Regions from separate parts of the Zea mays genome. Here region 1 is linked to region 2. Evidence: chromatin contacts called from public Hi-C data. All regions are on one chromosome and are shown on one strand. Each heading gives the region's core, a stretch centred on a gene start, on an enhancer-like site or on the middle of the called end of the contact. The rest is flanking DNA. Distances are from core to core; before and after follow the strand shown.

Region 1 (4,843 bases), core at 206-2,705, 330 kb after region 2:
TTATATTGGGTTTTGGGATGCTTCCTTTGTCATGAGCATTCTCCTTTTTTGCTTTTCGTGTCACAATGCTTGGTAAACAAGATTAATCCTCTAATTGTATAGTTATTATCACCAAAACCCACAATTTGGGCTTGCTTGCAGTTACACATTGCCTTCTGGTTATCGTCTTGTAGGCCTTGTTGAAGATGCCATGTAAATTATACATCGTTTAACTTCTTTAAATATATATAGTTTCTAATTGTGTATCTATACATAATACATATCTAATAGTACCTCTCAAAACTAAATCTCCAAAGAAAACAAAGCTCCAAGTTACAGAGACAGTGCACTCCCTTTAGGCTGGGTGCAACGCGAGTCGGTAGCGACTCCTACCTTATGGTCGACCACAGTGTTTGACTGTCCGAACCGGTTGATACCGTCTACGTTGGAGTCGAACCGGTTGGTATCGATTGGTCAGTATCAACCATTGCATTGGACTAATCGATCGGTGACGACCGACTTTAGTGATCGGTGGCATGTTTTGATTGGTCCACGCGTGCGCCACGACAGTTAACTATTTTTTTACTTTATCAAGTCCAAAAACTCGGAAAAAACTCAATAAAAATTGTGAATCTAATATATAAACTATATTATTTATGAATTATAATATTTATGTTTATGTTTTGTAACTTTATTTTTAAATTATATATTTTATTATTATGCTTGAGTTATATAATTTTTAATTGTTGTTGTGAATTATGCAATTTTCGCTTGATTACATAATTAGATGTATTTGAATTTTATTAAAATTTAGTGTTTAATGTCAACTAAAAGTCTGTAAAATAAAGCTAATCCAGCGATTGAGTAACTATAGACTGATGATAAAAATTATGCACTAGAGCGTTATAGATAAAAAAACTGATAATATGAACTATATAGACCGCCTTTAGCTGATATGGCGATAGGCCTGCCAGCCATATGCCTCACATACCTTTTTTATTCTCTTCTGGTTTCCTTGATCTCCGTCGTTCTTATTTCTCATGCGTCCGTGCGCATGTCTGCTCGGCCATTTCGAGGAGCCTGCTCTCGGCCGCTCCTCGGAGCAGCGGGCGCGGCAACCCTGCCAACCCGCGCGTTCGCAGCAGCTCCGCCTGTGGCCCGCGATGTCAGCGACCGGGGGAGGAATTTGAAAAAACTGGGGCAGTTTGTTTTCATCTTATTCCTCTGTACAACCGTTTTAAAGCGGGTTTTGTTTACCTTATTTTATCTGTTGTACAGGTGTTTGGAACGGATGAAGTACAAAATTAGGCGATTGTCGTGTGTATTCTACGAAAACGAAACAGCTCGATTACATGCCAAAACACAAGATCAGCAACAATCTTAGAGCAGTCTGGTTGCTGTGTCGTTCGGATTATCAGGTCAGGTCTCTATCAACACCTGCGGAGGACCGTGGCTCGTAGCCTCCGCACTGCTCAGACAATATGTAATGGACTTGTGCTCTAAAAACTCATAGGCGATTGTTCGCGTCTGTTTGTGGTCCCAAAGCAGCTATGGCCTCTGGCCGCTTGCCCCCTGCACTCGCTGTAGCTAGCCCCCACCCCACCGCGCTCTCCCGCGCCGGTCTGGCCGCGCGCGTCTTTGCTGCTCTTGTCAAACACGTCTTCAATCCGCTGCCCCCTGCCCTGGTAAAAAAAGAGGAAGAAGGAGACGCTGATGCTAACCGCCGCACTACTCTACTGGTGCGTCTGCTGCGCATGCGCGGGTAAATACGATCGGTATCGAGGGGGGATACTTTGGTCGCTCTCTGCACATATACATATACCATGAACTTGTACAAGACGATCCCACACCCACATACATGAACTGTCATATGCATGATGGTTTACAGAGCAACAGATGCTACCCGGCGTACAAACACGCAAGCAGTTCCAGATCGACGAGGCATGGCACTACTGGCGGGTCACAGCGACTCTGAACCGATCACTCACCACGACTCCGAACCGGACCAACGGCACGCCCGGCCATGGCCCGTGGCCGTGCTCTCAGAAGAAGCCGCGGCGGCGCGGCGGGGGCAGCAAGAGGGCGACGAGCATCAAGGCGGCGACGGCGACGAGGGCCAACGCCACGAGGATGCTCTCGTCGACGGTGAGCAGGCACACCTTCCCCATGGACGGACTCGCAGCCTGGGGAATGGCGGTGCAGAGGGGCCTTCAGCTGCAAGCGGGCAAGCTCAAGAGCGATGCCTGGATGCGCGTCCTTGTCCTTGTTATAGTTGTTGAAGTATCTCCGTCTCTCTGGGTCAACTGCTCTTCGAAAGCACTTCTTTTTTTTTTCCTTTGAAGCGTTGCGATGACATGCACCAAACAAGCGTCAGTCAGTATATTGACTAGTTGGTACAACGGCTGCAAGTAATGTAATGTACACTGGGAGTGGGACGTGAATTGTGAGCTACGAGTCTACGACCACGCAGCAAGTCCTCGGTCTTGTTAGCATAAGCTTCAAGGTTCTGGTTCAATACTTCACAGAATCATGAGTTCGGTGATGGCTGCAGATATGTCAAATAATAGATTGACCCTGAGTATGAACATCCGCACCCTTTTTTTTTAATGAAGTGGACAAATTTTGATAACACTGCCATATGCTTATATGCACGAGCGAGTGTTAAACAAAAGCACAATGTCAATGCACTTTTTGGATGGCACTATGTGGCTCGTTTAATAGTTATACTCCCTCCGTTTCTTTTTAGTTGTCGCTGGATAGTTCAATTTTGCACTATCCAGCGACAACTAAAATGAAACGGAGGGAGTATTTACCAGGCGCCTTCAGAGTTCAAACTAAACTAACAGTTTAATTCAATGATAACCGCATCTCAAGTGTCTGGCTCTTCAAATTTTGATCTAAATCGCACAGCAGATTTCGGACGAAAAATTTGCATGCCACAAACAGCGCGGAGCTATAGGCAGGTCGTTCTCGAGGGCCAATTTCTAAAAATGGTAGCCAAAGCAAACGACAACACCAGCGTATCGGTTTTTTGTACAGTCGCTTTACTGTACAAGTCGTGACAGATACAGTGCACAAGGAAAAATCTTCTCGAGGACTAATAACGACCACATGGATATGGGCGGCCATATGGCCAGTCAAATGAGTCATGACGAAACATGAGGACGAAATCTTCGTCTTACCCTATTGACCATTGGTACGATGCCTTCTGCCAACTAGTAGTGGACACGTAAGCAGAGTAGTATATCTGCACAAATTTGCTGTCAAAGGATGTAGAACTCGCAAACTGAAAAACTGAACAAGAGCAAACAGTAATGATCGATAAAATAGCCAGTTATTTGCACAGAACGTTATCACCATTTGTAAAAAGTAAAAACTACACAATAGTACCAAGATTCATGAGTTATGATTTGTTTGCATACTCTAGTATTCACCTCAATCCATATGTATTGATTATACCCTAATACACCTCAATACATGTAGATTCATGTGAATAATAGAGTATCCAAACAAAGACTTACAATAACTCTTTAACAGCTACTGTACATGAACTTCACATGCATTTATAGATGATTTATTTACACATGATATTGAACTACAGTATTCTCAGAGAAATTACAGGTATTACAGAATTACATGAAACTGGGGTAATTGCCAACCAAAGTCGCGAGGAAACAAAGTGTTCTTTCCTTCTAGCCACCTTCCAAATATGGTTCAAAAGCACCATATACAGCAGCCCCGAACTGGACATAAATGATAGCATAAAACACCCTGGCTGCACATTTACGAGCGAAACTACCACTTAGCAATTGTGGCAACTGAGATCAGTCACTGATATAAAGTACCTGTACTTGATGTCCTGCTCACTTGCTCAGCTCATGTTGCAGCTTCAACCACAGCAAAAACAAGTGCATCCTTGCCTCCTTGGACAAGTTGCAGCTTCAACCACAGCGAGGTAAGCGCTGCAGTTCGGCGCTCAAATAAGAAGCAGCATCAGCAAGAAGGCTATCATTGGAGCCCTTGAAAACTGAAACAAGTGCTTCAACTCGCATCAAAGCTGACACTGATATTGACAGGATCATTCCCTGGGCCAAGTATTGTCTGCATGAGAAGGCTAGGCCGTATAATAAGCGAATCAGACGTAGGGAGCTCTCATGCTTCAGCAAGTCCATGGCAGTGCTTAATTTAGGAAGATTTGTCAACAAGCCCACTGTAGCCTCTCGAGGTGCTGCCTTGGATAACAACACTACACAGTCTGACGCTAAATTACTTATCTGTGGATCTGAATTGCCAACTAGCTCAAGAAAAGTACCCATGTTGCCACCAAAGTCGCATATATCCGTGACACAAGTTTGTTGATCAACAGCAATACTCATGCTGAAGGCACTGTCAACAAGAAGTGCTGGGTTTTCGGAGAGGGCGACACCACTTCTGTTGCTGCCAGTGCCACGAATAATGAAAGCTCTGCAAAACTCCAGGGTTGGTTCAAGAAAATCATCCATGTCTTTTGCAGCGACAAACTCAAGTAGGTTCCCTATCCTTCTAACAACTTGAAGCTGAGAAAGAATATGGGTGTTCATCTCAGGTGCAGATGCCAGGGCAAAGCAAAGCTTGACATTGCTTACATTTGCATTTGACAGATCTCCTAGCAAAAAATCAAAGCATTGGGATACTGTTGCTTTGTGTAGAATATCAGAGACTTTTATATAACCATGTTCCATTAGCATTACTAGCAGTTTTTGAGCAAATATGGGTATGGGATCTTCATCCTCTGCAAAAGAAGGGTACAGTGGCAGAAAATGCCTCTGAGAGATTGATTTCAAATCAGTTAATATTTGTTCGTCAGAAGTTAATGAAGAGTCAC
Region 2 (4,216 bases), core at 614-3,113:
TGTCCAGTTTTCATGTAATAGGAACATTCCTTTTCACCCTGCATTAAACATGGAATTTTTCATAAAATAAACAAACAAGATCCTAGATTAAACAGAAACGTGGATTGCAATGAGAACACCCACCAGACGCAGGGGGAATCCACCGCTGTTCAATGTGACAGGTACAAAACCACCCTCCCTGGGATGATCAAACTTGCAATTGGAACCAAATTTACAGGTGCCATTCTTTGCATAGTACTGAAAATAACAAGAACATTCGTAACCAGAGTTTCCACCACATGACAACAAAATATAATACATTTGGACCTAAAATATCAATCAGAAATAGCTTTAGAATTGGTTTATTTACCTCACAGAGAGGCTGTCCAGGACGCTCTGGGTACTCCACTGTAACTGCGGTCTTTCCAACTCCATTAACCTGGAAAACACAGAAGACTTTTAACAGGTACATGCTTAAATCAAAAGGCATGCTAAAACATTTCTGGAATATCCTACAAGTCTGTACATTCGACTCCAATCACCCATTCATTCTGGTGTGACATATGAGGGTTCTAGCTCCTATCAGACTCCAATCTCCCACTCAATGTAGATATATGAAGAATAGCTATTATATACTCCTCCATTCCAAATTATAAGGCATTTTGGCTTGTTTTAGATACATTAGTTTTACTATGTATCTAGACATAGTGTATACTATGTGTATAGCGAAAGCTATGAATCTAAAAAAGCCAAAACGTCTTATAATTTGGAATAGAGGAACGGAGTACCAAAGATGCAAGACATCAGACAAGCACATGCACATAGACAATACAATCCTAATAGGAGTAGAACTGCAGACGCAGAGCAGCCTGCAATGCAAGCTAGTAAACGCCTAAACAGTATGGCAATATTCACTATCCAGGGCAAAGATAGCAAATCCAAATTCCCCCTCCTCAACCACAAGACACCAAAATTTCATAACTTCCACACTTCCATGACGTTATATAATCATCAACTCGCCGAAAACCGTCAACTTTAAGCAACAAACTTGCCACCCACCAACCAGCTGTAATCATCACGCAGCGCCCGTCATTGTCAGGATAGCAGAAGCGCTTAGCTCACCAGTAACCATCGAGCTGAGCACGAGACACAAAAACAGAGCAGAGCAGGGATAGGGGTGGGGGAGCGGCGTGGATTAGGCTGGTTCTCACCGGGGCCGGCCGATCGCGGGGGTGGTTGTAGCGGCAGCGCTCCCCGTAGCCGCAGGCGCCCGTGCGGAGGTAGTAGGCGCAGTCCGCCTCGCCCGGCCGCTCCGGAAGCTTCTCCTCCCCTGCTTCCCCGTCGTCGCCGAGCCCCAGCCTCCGCATCGAGTCTGCGAAAGCATCCACGTCAACAGCACGGTCAGCAGCACACGCCGGGTCCAAGCAGTCGCATCGGAGATCCAAAACCCTAGCGAGTGAGTGGGCAAAAGCAGAGCGGCGAAACCCCCACGGACGCAGCGGAGCCCCCAGTTACGTGGACGAGGTCGGACCGGGCGGCAAGCGTACCTTCCAGTCCGGTGCCGGTGCCGGCGTCGGCCCCGCCGCTCTTCGCCGCCGCGTACGGCTCCATCCGACGGCCCCCCGGAAGCTCCCGGAGAGCGGCGATCGGGCGCCTGCCTCGCCGACCGGGCTCGATCGAAGCTCAGGCGAGCGAGCGAGCACCGGAACCTCACGGAGCCAAAGGGAAGAAAAATTATTCCAGAATTTTTTTTCTGCGCTGCTGCTGTGCTCGCTTGCAGCTCCCTCGCGGTTGCTTCCTGGCGACTCCTCTTCTGCCTGCCTGCCTGCACTGGCGTCTCGCCCCCAGTACGCGGTCGCGTCGCGGTGGCCTTTTGCGAGGAGAGGGATGGGGACTGGGGATCGGGAGTAGCCAGTGGTGGTGGGGTGGGGTTTTCCGTTCGGCGCTGGAGCCCCGTGCCGCGGGAGACAGCGAGCGAAACGGGCGGACGCGTGGATTCGCTCGGGCAACCGCTACCGCAACCGCGCGGCGCTGCTGGAGCAACTCCAATAGTTATGTAAATTTTAGCTCTCTAAATCATAGATTTAAGAAGTTGCTAAATGGTTTTTGGAGTAAAAAAATGTGAGTTCTCCAATAGTTCTCTAAATATAGGTTGTAATTTTGTTTTGTATCTATCCACATAAAAAAATAAGTCGCAAAAACTATATAATGCAGTCAATATTTTTGTTTAGGGAGTTGTTAAATGGTTGCCAAATGTAGAGAGAAAATGAGGTTAGATGACAAGTTGTTAAATTTAGAAAGTTCATTTAGAGAACTGTTGGAGAATAGTTTTTATGTTAACTACCTAAATTATTGATTTAGGAAGTCTTTTAGGGTCTGTTTGGTTGGTTTCTCTCGCCAACCTGGCTGTGTGAGCCAGGATCACTGGAGCCTGGCTCTGGAGATGCGACCAATCTGCTCGTATCTGGTGAGCCTGGCCCAAGGTGCTTTAAGGATCGTGCGAGTCTGGATCCAAATCTACATGCAGGCAACCAAACACAGAGCTCGCACGCGCATAGCCAGGCTCATAGCAACCAAACAGCAGCTACCCGCATCCCACGATGCAAGCACGCGCAGATGCAGGCAACCAAACAGACCCTTAGAGAACTATTGGAGTTGCTCCTACCGGCACCGGGGCACGAGTACGGCGTGGCGTGGCGTGGCGTGGCGTCGCATAGGCCTGGTGTTTAGCTGTGGGCTGCCTGTAGGCTGTAGCAGAAGCGCGGCGCCAATGTGCATGCGAAACGGAAAAGGAAAGGGGCAGGCAGGCAGCCGCGTGTTGCAATAAATGCGCGGTCGCCGTGGTGGGCCCGCTTCGGGACGATGGTGGTTCGTTGCTTTCCTCTGAGGCCTGACCGTGGCCTGCTAGACCGCAAGGTCACGTGCCGCTGCCACAGTAGTAGACTGGGCGTGGGCGGGCTCCTCCCGTAGACCGTAGTCGCATCCTAGGATCCGGGCGACTCCTTATTTGGCCTACGGCACACTTCCTATTTTATCCCTATCATATTTCATATTTTAAACTTCACTCTATAACAGTATAATCTACAGTGAAAATAAACGTAATTAAGATAATTAGAGGAGATATATTTTCCTAGGCGCATTACAAGCACGAAGAGAGGGAAAGTGCCATGCTACAAAGTTTCCTGTGAGTTGTTAGCGGGTGACCCGAGTGGAGGCCTGAGCCCCCTTCGATAGAGGTCGAATAGCGGTCCGGAGACACGCCCCAATATACTTGCAGGTGATTCGCTAGTCCGGATCCATTCGATAGGATCCGAGGGCTTAGTGCCTCCTCTGGTGGGATACCATTACAAAGTGTTCATGTGGGTCTCGAATATGTCCTAGGGTACCTCGGGATTGTAGCCCGAACCTCGGCCATGTACGGACGTACCCATGGTTATCCCTGACTCTATGCTCTGTGCGGTTGTTGAACCCTGCCGAGGGGTCAGCCTTCGAACCCCTGATCAGTAAAGGGCTCAAGCATGTGTGCTCTAGGGTGGTTGTCGAACCCCGCCGAGGGGCCAACCTTCGAACCCCTAATCAGTAAGGGGCTCAGTGCACGTTTCCTTCACTACGAAGGAAATCCAAACAAATATTCATTTCCCATCACCTATGGAGAAGAAGAAAGGGAGAGAGAGAGACATCTTTTTAGGCGCCCACCTTGGGAGGCGGAATGGTGCCTGATGGTTGCGTCAGCGGGGTGAAACGTGTTGCCCCTATGCAGGATTTAATGTGATGGGATGTGAAGCCCATGGGCTATCCGTTCCGGCGCGCGAGATTCGAGAAACAAAATCTGTTTACAGATTTGATTTTTAAGTGCGGGGGGCTCGGCACTGACCTTAGCGGGTTCGCTATATATATGTGTGTGTGTATATATATATATATATATATATATATATGGGAGGGGCGCCCCTGGCTCAGGGGCGGACCCAGCCAAAAAACTAAGCTGGGGCATACTTCTAGCCACATATGAAATTTAGCTGAACATGTACATGAGTGAGGGCCTCTAATTTTTTTGAGATGGGGCACTAATGGTGAAAATTTGTCTACTAACTATATTTAACAAATTTTGAGCCGGGGCATGTGCCCTCGCTGAGACCAACATGGGTCCGCCCCTGCCTGGCTCTCACCCCGCATTCGTCTTCCTAGCCTCAGCCACTTTTGCTTTTTTGGCTGCGGCCAAAGATTGTGTTGGGACGAG

The links. A called contact is a pair of places that touch in the nucleus more often than the background predicts.
Region 1: a contact with region 2 is called in a Hi-C map of tassel, with 2.2 times the contacts expected there. The contact joins the promoter of LOC103649960 here to the promoter of LOC100281498 in region 2. A contact is called at or near these places in 3 of 25 Hi-C or Micro-C datasets (bundle sheath, leaf and tassel).

What each region holds. Positions count from the first base shown.
Region 1 is chr3:37,364,835-37,369,677 of Zm-B73-REFERENCE-NAM-5.0, forward strand. It overlaps LOC103649960, which reads left to right and starts at 1,456. Exons shown (of 2, transcript XM_008675654.3): 1 at 1,456-1,718; 2 at 1,868-2,596. The coding sequence starts at 1,876. The coding sequence ends at 2,319. LOC100304334 reads right to left here. Exons shown (of 10, transcript NM_001356615.1): 10 at 3,522-4,843. The coding sequence ends at 3,921.
Region 2 is chr3:37,035,361-37,039,576 of Zm-B73-REFERENCE-NAM-5.0, forward strand. LOC100281498 reads right to left here and starts at 1,864. Exons shown (of 7, transcript NM_001368020.1): 1 at 1,527-1,864; 2 at 1,191-1,351; 3 at 350-418; 4 at 124-237; 5 at 1-38. The coding sequence starts at 1,590.